Regions from separate parts of the Gossypium hirsutum genome. Here region 1 is linked to region 2. A link is a contact called in public Hi-C data. All regions are on one chromosome and are shown on one strand. The core of a region is the stretch at or near the end of the contact, and the rest is flanking DNA. Distances in the headings are between cores, read along the strand shown.

Region 1 (4,670 bases), core at 1,895-4,394, 160 kb before region 2:
CCTGTTTATTCCTAATGACTCACCAAAAAGTTAGTTTTATATTATATATAGAATATACATAATTTTTAATACCTAAATTACCCCTACTCCTAACTTATATTTATTCTGAATGATTCCTAAAAGAGTTAGTTTTATATTATACATAGATTACACTCCGTCGATCTTTAAAACAAATTTAATGCCATAGCTCATTTGATCAAGTTAGGGTAACTTTTTCTATTGTTATAAATTATCAATTTTTACAGTAAAAGTATTATGGAGGTCCTTATACTCGAAATTGGATTGCATTTGGTCCCCTCTACTCTTAAAATAGCAAACTAATCCTTGTACATTATATCAAATAACAAATTGGTCCTATTAAAAAATTCACCCATTTCTATTGTTAAAAACTAGTTCTTATACGTTAGAATGAGATACACATGGCATGCTATGTGTGACTGTTTGATTATTCTATTAGTCATATCAATTTTTACCAATAAAAATGGATGAAATTTTTAACAGAAAAAAACCAATTTACTCTTTGATCTAACATACCAGAACTAATTTACCCATTTTTTGAAAAAATAGGCAAAATTCAATTTTATTTTTAGTACAAAGACTTGGTACTTTTACCCAATTTTTACCTATTTAAACTAACATAAAATGTGAAGAATTAAATTGCACTTTAGAATTTAACCCAAAATCTATAAGCCCAATGGCAAATCTCTTTTCTTTAGGTTTTTTAAACCATTAAGCGAAAATTATTTGCAAAAATTGGGTCGCCATTGCCATTGGTCCGGCCCGGATAGAAGAGTTAAATGCCTACCCCAACCCACAGGATTAAAATGTAAAAACTAAAAATAAAATTTGGCATCCCCAAATTTGTTCAATAAAAAAGATGATTTTTTTTTTCAAAATCTTTTCCTTAAGTTTAACTTTTTTTAATAAAGAAAAAAAAATTGAGATTGGATCAAGTCAGACTTAATATATTATAGGTTGAATTTGGTGACTTTTAGTCAGGAGCGAAATTAGAAAATTTTTAAGGAGGGCTGAAATTAAATTATAATTTTTACGATAGAAAAAATAAAATTTCACTATTTTAATAGACTATATCTTTATAATTTTTAAATGACTAAATCAAATTTTTATATTTTTAGGGGGACCAAAGTGTAATTTTACCTTTACTAATTTAAAATTTTAAAAATTTTAAAGGGGCCATATGGAAATTTTTTCATTCCCAGCCCCCCTGTTCCGCCACTGCTTTTAGTCTGAGTGCTTTTCAAATTTTAAATTTTTGGTCCTAACTTGAACGATAAAAATTAGGTTTGCTTGGTTAAATTATGGTATTAATACTATATTATGTATAAGTTTTAGATTTAGTAAATGTTCTCCAAATTAATCATTCTTATCCCAATATTTTTCGAAATTTTAATTTTGACACAAATAACAACTATTAATTCCATTAATTGGCTTTTTTGTGACTAGATGTGAAAATAGTGATGATATACTTTTTGCATAAAATTTTAAAAAAATAAAATTTGTTAAATATTTATGTATATATCCTCATAATGGAAGCCAATTTCTTATTTATATAGCTTGGTTCCGTGATTTGATGTACTAGGATTAAGTAGATTCCCATGCAGGTCAACACATGTTTCCTAAGTAGGAGGTGGCCTACATGGTGCTACAAACCCATGCAGGCAAACTGTATGGTGGCAAACTATATATTAGTGAGCTGGACATGCTGTTCAGGTTATGGGTTGGTATGGGAACCGAGTCAGCTTAAGAATCAGGTAGAGGTGAATACTATAACCATTTCTCCCCTATCTGGTTGAAGAAGAGATACAAAGTGACTCTATAGTAGTATACACATATTGACCCTGTATTAAAATACATGTTGACCTACATGGGGCTATCTAATCCTAGTATATCAAATCATGGAACCATGCCATATAAATAGAAAATTGGCTTTCGTAAAGAGGACAGACACAAAAACACTCAACAATGTTTAATGAATATAACAAGTATTATTTGGTAAAAACTAAAATTTTAAAATTAAAAAAACATAAGAATTAAAAATGACCAAATTAAAATGTAAGGACTAAATATATAATTTAGACATATTAAATGGACTAATAGTAAAAACTAACCACATATCATACTCATACACTTATACATCAACCACTAAGGGTAATTTTGGATGCGATGCATTTAACTTTCTTTTTGTTTCACACTACAGTATCGCTACAATACCTAATTTCACCGCCATCGTTGTTTTTAAGTCGTATTTATTGTATATTTTAAGTTGTATTCATATTATTTATTTAAAATATAAATTTATATAATAAATTCCAATACAATAAAAATTTATTTTGAGTGCGATTTTTTTTTTTGTATTTGTATTGTTTTGAGCTCTCGTCATTTGAGTTTACCTTGTTTTAGTTATGAATTTTCAGGTTTAATTCAATTCAAGTTTAAATTATTATTTTTATATAATAAAATAAAATTAGATCAAGTTTGAATCTAAATTAATACATTGAAATTCATATTAGGGTCAAAATTTACATATTTAACACTTTTCGAAAGAAAATACTTTTTTTTTCAATGTTGTTGGAGTTGAATCGAAATGTTCAGTTGAACGGGAAATCAACCTATATATTAATTTGAGTAAAGGGATTGAATTAACACTTGAGCAAATTGTTTGGGATTGGTAAAAAAAATTTAGAAATCGAGAAAAAAAATGATGGTTGAACCATTTTATAATTTTTAAAAAATATTTTTATGTATTTCTATTTTTTATTTAATTATTGTTGAATTGATGGTTGGACTGATTACGGGTTTTAAAGTAATTCTTTTGTTAAATTATGCTATTAACTACTATATCTTGTGAAAGTTATGGATTTAATTTTTATACTTTAATTTGATCAATTTCAGTCCCTATACTTTTCAAAATTTGAAACATTAGTCCTAACTCAAATAGTAGTAATTGAATTTATTTGGTTAAATTCAATACGAGTCTTATATTATGCTGTACAATTGTAGATTTAATCCAGGATCATTCTAAATACAATTTTTGTAAATTACAAGGATTAATAGCATAATTAAAATTATTTTTCCTAAATGGCACCGTAAGAGAAATCAAGGTAAAGGAAAATAAATAAGTAAATGAAGCTGAAAATATTCTTACGACGATCTCTTTGATCATCACTTTCATGTCTTTCAATCTCCTTTCACAAAACGCTCTCTTAAGCAACGCTAATCGCTAACCCCCAAAACGCCATTGCTGCTTCTTCTTCTTCTTTTTCATCTGCAAATCATCAATGACGAAAGCAAAGTCCCAAGCGGTGGCTGGTTCTATAGACCCAAACAAAAACGGCCTTCATCACCACCATCAAGACGGTAACGACGTCGTTTTTGACCCTTCATCTATGTCCCTCGGCGATGATTCTAAGTCCGGTGTTCCTCGTTCTCCCGCCACCGCTAATCTCTCTCGTAAAAAAGCAACCCCGCCTCTACCCGCCAAAAAGCTCGTCATCAAATTCGTTAAAGGTTTTTTTTTTCTTTATATAATTTTTATTGGTCTCGATCTCATTATTTTTTTGTCTTCGTGAAATTTATTTTCTGGGCATTTATTAAATTGCTTGTTCTAGTTCATTTGAGTGTTTGATCTTAGAAACTGAGTGGTTTTGGTTGTTGGGTCGTTTATGGAATGACGAATTAGGGATTAAAGGTGATGAAATTCAGAAACTTGGAGTTTTGATTGATTATAGGATCTTTTCACTGGTTAATTTATTTGTATAGTTCGTTTTTCACTGTTTTACTGGGCTAACACTAATTAATACTTAATAGGCACTGAATTATTTAATATTTTTTTATGGATTGTTCTATTTAAACCGTTTAAATGAAACCAAGTACTTTCCATGACTTCCTATATAGTTTTAAATAAAAGTTTCTATAGAGAACTGTTAGCTGATCCTAAGAAGTGTTACCTTTTTCAGTGTAATCTGGGCATTACTTACAATCATTTTATGATAATTCGAAATTGATATCGGTTTTTAAGAGGAACACTATTTATACTAAACAAATTGAGGGTCCTAAGTTTCTCGTTTGTTTACATGGTTTCGGTACATTCTTCGTTTTCTTGCCTTTGTGTTGTAGGTCTGCTAATGCAACTTTACATTAAAAGCTCTCAACCTACACTCTTTTGCTTTTTTTATTGACATTTTCTGTTAATTTATCAAAGAAAATGTAATTCAAATACTAAAAAAAAAATTTTTTTTGGGGGGGGGGGGTGGCAAGGCCACTGCCTGCCCTTGGATTCTCCTCTGCATCTATGATGTGTGCTTGCATGAGTACAAGCAGCTACTTAGTCTTTCTAAACAGCTATAGTTTTAGTTAGCAGGTGATTCAACCTGTTATCAGTAAGGTTATTTGCTTGTGTTGAACTAAGTTTTTTTGGTTTATTTTTTGTATTTCTGAATCATATTATATCTCTAAAACTATGTTGTTTGCATGAACTAATGGTAGAAAGCTAGAAGAGCATTATTAAAATGCAAAATGTGTAGAACATGTATTCAGAAAGGTTTCTGACTTTTGTTGTTTCTGTGTAGCAAAACCGACAATGCCTACAAATTTTGAGGAGGAGACTTGGGCAAAGTTGAAGTCAGCCATTAATGCTATCTTTTTGAAGC
Region 2 (4,771 bases), core at 910-3,409:
TCTTCGAGATGTGAAAAGGACCATGAGGAAATTCGTTTCGCAGGTTAAACAAAGCTATAGATCTGCTTTTAGCTAGAATAAAATTGTAGAATTGAAACATCACACTTGAGGGCCTATTGCTAAACATTAGGCAACAAAGAACACATCCCGAGCATTAACAAGAAACTTAATAAAAAATACCCAAACATTAAACGGATACACGCACAAGCACGCCAAAAAAGAAAACTTGTGTATGGTCTAATATGCATCAAAAGTTTTATGTTTGGTAGGTCTCTGGGATACTGTAAGTTCACAATAGCAAAGAGGAGAATCATTAAGTTCTAATGGACAATCAATGTAGATTGATGAAGGTTGATACTTGATATTGTCCCGGTTGAATATCTGATAATGGTGTGTTCTCACAAAGTATAAAAAGCAAAGGAAAAAGAGAATGAAGACCATAATGTGATTGTCTTTGACATGCAATCTTGATGTCTCTCAATTTGTTTAATTTCAGGATGAGAGATTTTGGATTAATATAAGAGGAGTGATCCTAAAATTTTAAGTTATTTGAATCTAGTTCATAATTACCGGAAAAAAGTTGCATTCGGTTCAACACTGTCAAATATCGGAACAATAATCTCATATCACATTTTGTTTCACCTAAGTTAAATTTAGTGCCGACTATGGTTCTATTCTGTTCCTGATCCTTGAAAAAAAGAACTTTTAAAATATATCCTAAATTCATTCTTGATAATGACACAAATAAGCAATGAAATACAATAAATCATTACAAATATTACTATAAAAAATAGTAAAATTAAGGAAAAGGACAAAAGTAGTGAGAAAGGAACATTACTTCTTCGGGTTCGCTTCTTGTAAAGAATGCGATAACCACATTCCCGGCATTGTATCACATCTCCATGCTTCAATGTGTTCTCTTGCCCACAGTCTTTATAACATCACCCCAAAAAGAACAAAAAATCAAAAGACTTTCCCAAAACTCAGGGTTTATTTAAGAGCGAAGAGGCTATATAATACTAACCTCCACAGATATAGGTAACAGGTTCAGGTTGTGGATCCATTGATGCTCACTCGAACAAGTTTTTCCTGATGAACCTGCTCAAAGGTCAAAGAGGTTTTCACACAAGTCAAATTTAAATGAACAAATACCCCAAAACTTTTTTTGTTTTAATGTTCTCAAATATAGTTGGAGAAACATACATTGATATCCATGTCCTACTATATGTCAAGTACAACTATTAGATGAATGTTTCAGAGCAAACAAAGAGGAAGGTTCAGTGTAAACGATGATTGTTTCCTATAATTTACCCTACACAGGTTCCATAATCTAATTTTATGCACTTCATTTAGGAGAGATCGATTCCTTTTGGAGACCCCTCAACAGCTCAGAATTTTCATGGAGTCAAGGCCAGAGTCGTCTTCCAACTCTATAGAGAGAGGGAACGCCTCGTTGGAATGGACCATGCATGGTCCACAGTCACTTACCAATGGCAAAACCTCGGGCTCTCCATAGAGTTGAGAGACAATACCTCAGCTCGACCCAGGGAAAATACCAATGAAATGGATCAGTCGGCTCGGTCAGCTCCAAACGGACGACGCTTTCACAAACTTCTCTAAAGGATTCGGCATCCCCTCAACACTCTTCATTACCGGAAAACTCATCCAACAAAACTCTACCAAATAATATCAGGTAAGTCCCTAATTCTATCGTACGATTCCAAAACTTTGGGTGCCCAATCACCCCAATTTCTTTATTTTTACTAATGTATTGTAAACACTACATTCATTAACATAATTCGTTCAAAAGAGCAATTGATTCAACAGAAATAACCCTAAACCTTAATTTAAAAAAAATAAATTCAATTCAGTAATCATATTCCAAGAAGAGAAAGAAGATGAAGAGCAGTAAATTGACGCTGGGTATTAAAAGAACTTACGAGTCACGAGAGAGGGAAAAAATAGGACGTTCAGGCAGCTAAAAGAGAACGAAACTTTAGGAACAGCAAAGGAAGGAGGGGAGGAGGAGGAGGAGAGGAGAAGGCTTTGTTTGGCGGCGTGGATGTCTAAAGCGAGTTGAGAGTTGGGCTTTTAAAGGAAATTTAAGAAAACATTTTTTATAGAGTTAATTTCCCCATGCAACTCAAACTATAACCTTCCTTCTAAACTAGTCTCTAAACTTTAAAATATTTCAATTATATCCCTAAATTATCGATGTTATATCGATATGGTCCATCTATTACTAAAATTATTAGTTTAACTGTTAAATGAGATGTCGGATCTAATGTGACATAACTTAAAATGAAAAATTTTAAGAAAAATGAATATTGTAAAACCATTTACTTTGAGATTTTTGAAACTTTTACAAAAGTTTTATCGTTCACTCTTTTTTTTTAGTTTTACTCTGTTTTTAATTTTCACTTTTAAACGTTATGCAGGAATGTTTTACTTGTCTTTAAATTTTTCATTTTAAATTATGTCATGTAAGATTTGAGAGTAAACTAACGGTTTTAATAATAAAAAGGACCTAATTGATATAACATTGATAGTTGGAGGGTATTATAGAATGTTTTGAAGTTTGAGGACCAAATTTAAATGAAAATCATAGTTTGGGGATGTTAAGTGCAATTAACGTTTTTATATATTTTTAATAGAAGTGAAATTTATGTTGTAAACAGGCCAATTTGCCCGGGCCCAAGGAAGAACCAAAATACAAAATGAATTAAAATCAAATATAAATGTTAACAGCCCATTAAATGTCTATTTACAGACTTTGGCCCAATAACTAGTCCAAAGCCCAAATTAATACCCTAGCCCAAACCTAGACCCAAACGCCCAAGGCCCAAACGGCCAAAAATTCCTTAGCAAATAGAAACCCTAGGTTTTTTAGATGCGCCGCAGCCAACCCTCGTACAGCCTCCAGCGCTCCTCCGTACGGCCTTCACGCACCACCCCACACCGAGCACCACGTACCACCGCGCCAACTGGCCTCCGTACCTGTAAAAAAAAGACAAAAAATAGCACAGCAAAACAGCAAGCAAAAGAATAGGAACAAAGTTTTTTGTATAAAGCCATTGGGACTTGGATTATAACGGGGGGTCTTTTCTTGTTTCTTTTAATGAATAAAATAGCAAGGGAATATACACGCATATTGTAAAAAAGAAAAGAGCAATCCAAAATCAATTTTTTTAAGGTGATTCCAGATTCTATTTTATTATTTATTTATTTATTTATTTATTTGCTTGCAACTTTAGCATAAAAAAGAGGAGAATACCTGGAACTGCGCCGATGAGAGCCCATATATCTCAAAAGTACAATGATTTGGGCTAGGATCAAATGGTGTTGTGTTTTCGTTTCTTCCTCTTTTGAATTTCATTTTGCTCCCTTTTTTTAAAAACAAAATAACATAGGATTTTAACCCCTTTTTTAGAAAAGAGAAGACGGAAAGGAATAGGCCTACCTAATCTCCATGGGCGTGGCTTCTGTGGGCGAGATCTAGATGCCATTTGCTCATTGTCGGCCATCGTATAGGTAGTGGTTCGGCGGCTGTGTGCTGAACCAAACCCTAATGGAAAGGGTTAAGGGTTCTGTTGTGTTTAAGAGAAGGGAGGGCTAAAAGATTGGCTCTATTTCGGAAGAGAAATTAATGGAAATGGGGGTTTAAGGGCTATGTCAAAAATGGCGCCGTTTCAAGAAGGTAAGACCCGCGCGCTAACCCGCTTAGCAGGCCGGATCCTCGTGCCTTTGCTTAAATTGGGGAATTTATGCGCGTGGCCCTTCTCCTTCGCACTAATTCTAAATCTAGCCTTTATTCATACTCTATTTGTTTTTAAATGGCACCTGGAATTAAGATATTTCACCAATTCGGCCCGTTCTTAAGCCCTGCGTTTTGGGACCAGAATTATTTCCCGCTTTAGTCCTTTGGCATTTATGCGCATTATGCGTTAGTCCTCAGCCCAATTTCAAAAATTTATGCATTACCTCCATTCGTTTTAAATTTATTTTAATTAGGTTTTTATTTGTGTAAAGGTTTTGAAGTTTGTTTTATCATGCATTTGCAGAACACTTTGTGTAATATCTCATTTAAATGTTTTTGTATATATTTGCACATACATAGTATTTTAGTTGAGTTTTTTTTTTATTTGAGCAACTTGCCATTTTAAAATTTATCTAATATTATTATAAGTGTTAATCTATTTTTGATAATTTTGCTTTGTTTTTATTTGTTTGTGTAGTTATTTTAAAATTCTTTTCATCGTATTATTTACACATTTTGTATAACATCATATTTAAATGTTTTTGTGTATATGTATACATATATCTACTTAGGTTTTAATATTTTTTATATGAATTAAAGTTTGTAATATCAATTACTTTTCAATTATTTTATTATTAATCTAAGGCTTTCATATGTTATTTATTTTAGATATTTGCGATTTGTTTTGTGCTGTTACATATATATATTTTTTCATTTTAAAACTTGATGTATCTTTAAAATCGTTTTATCATTCATTTAAAAAAATTTCATATATTTTTATATACATATTTATATTTTATCCTCATATTCGATCCTTTTATATATATGGTGTATATGTCGTTTAAATTATTTTTCTTTTTTATATGTATATGGTCATTTTTAACTAGATACTCCTTAAAAAAACATACTTTGTACATATGAGCATATTTTTTTTATATATATTAAAGTTAACTTTATTTCATATATATATTATTAACCTTATATTATTTTATACATATGATTTCTCAAATTTTT

Evidence for each region. A called contact is a pair of places that touch in the nucleus more often than the background predicts.
Region 1: a contact with region 2 is called in a Hi-C map of leaf, with 1.7 times the contacts expected there. The contact joins the promoter of LOC121230862 here to the promoter of LOC107960277 in region 2. A contact is called at or near these places in 2 of 34 Hi-C or Micro-C datasets (both in leaf).

What each region holds. Positions count from the first base shown.
Region 1 is chrA06:127,031,970-127,036,639 of Gossypium_hirsutum_v2.1, reverse strand. It overlaps LOC121230862 (cullin-4), which reads left to right and starts at 3,144. Exons shown (of 17, transcript XM_041116368.1): 1 at 3,144-3,528; 2 at 4,590-4,670. The coding sequence starts at 3,300.
Region 2 is chrA06:126,874,298-126,879,068 of Gossypium_hirsutum_v2.1, reverse strand. It overlaps LOC107960277 (DNA-directed RNA polymerases II, IV and V subunit 12), which reads right to left and starts at 2,159. Exons shown (of 4, transcript XM_016896587.2): 1 at 1,941-2,159; 2 at 1,025-1,098; 3 at 839-931. The coding sequence starts at 1,064.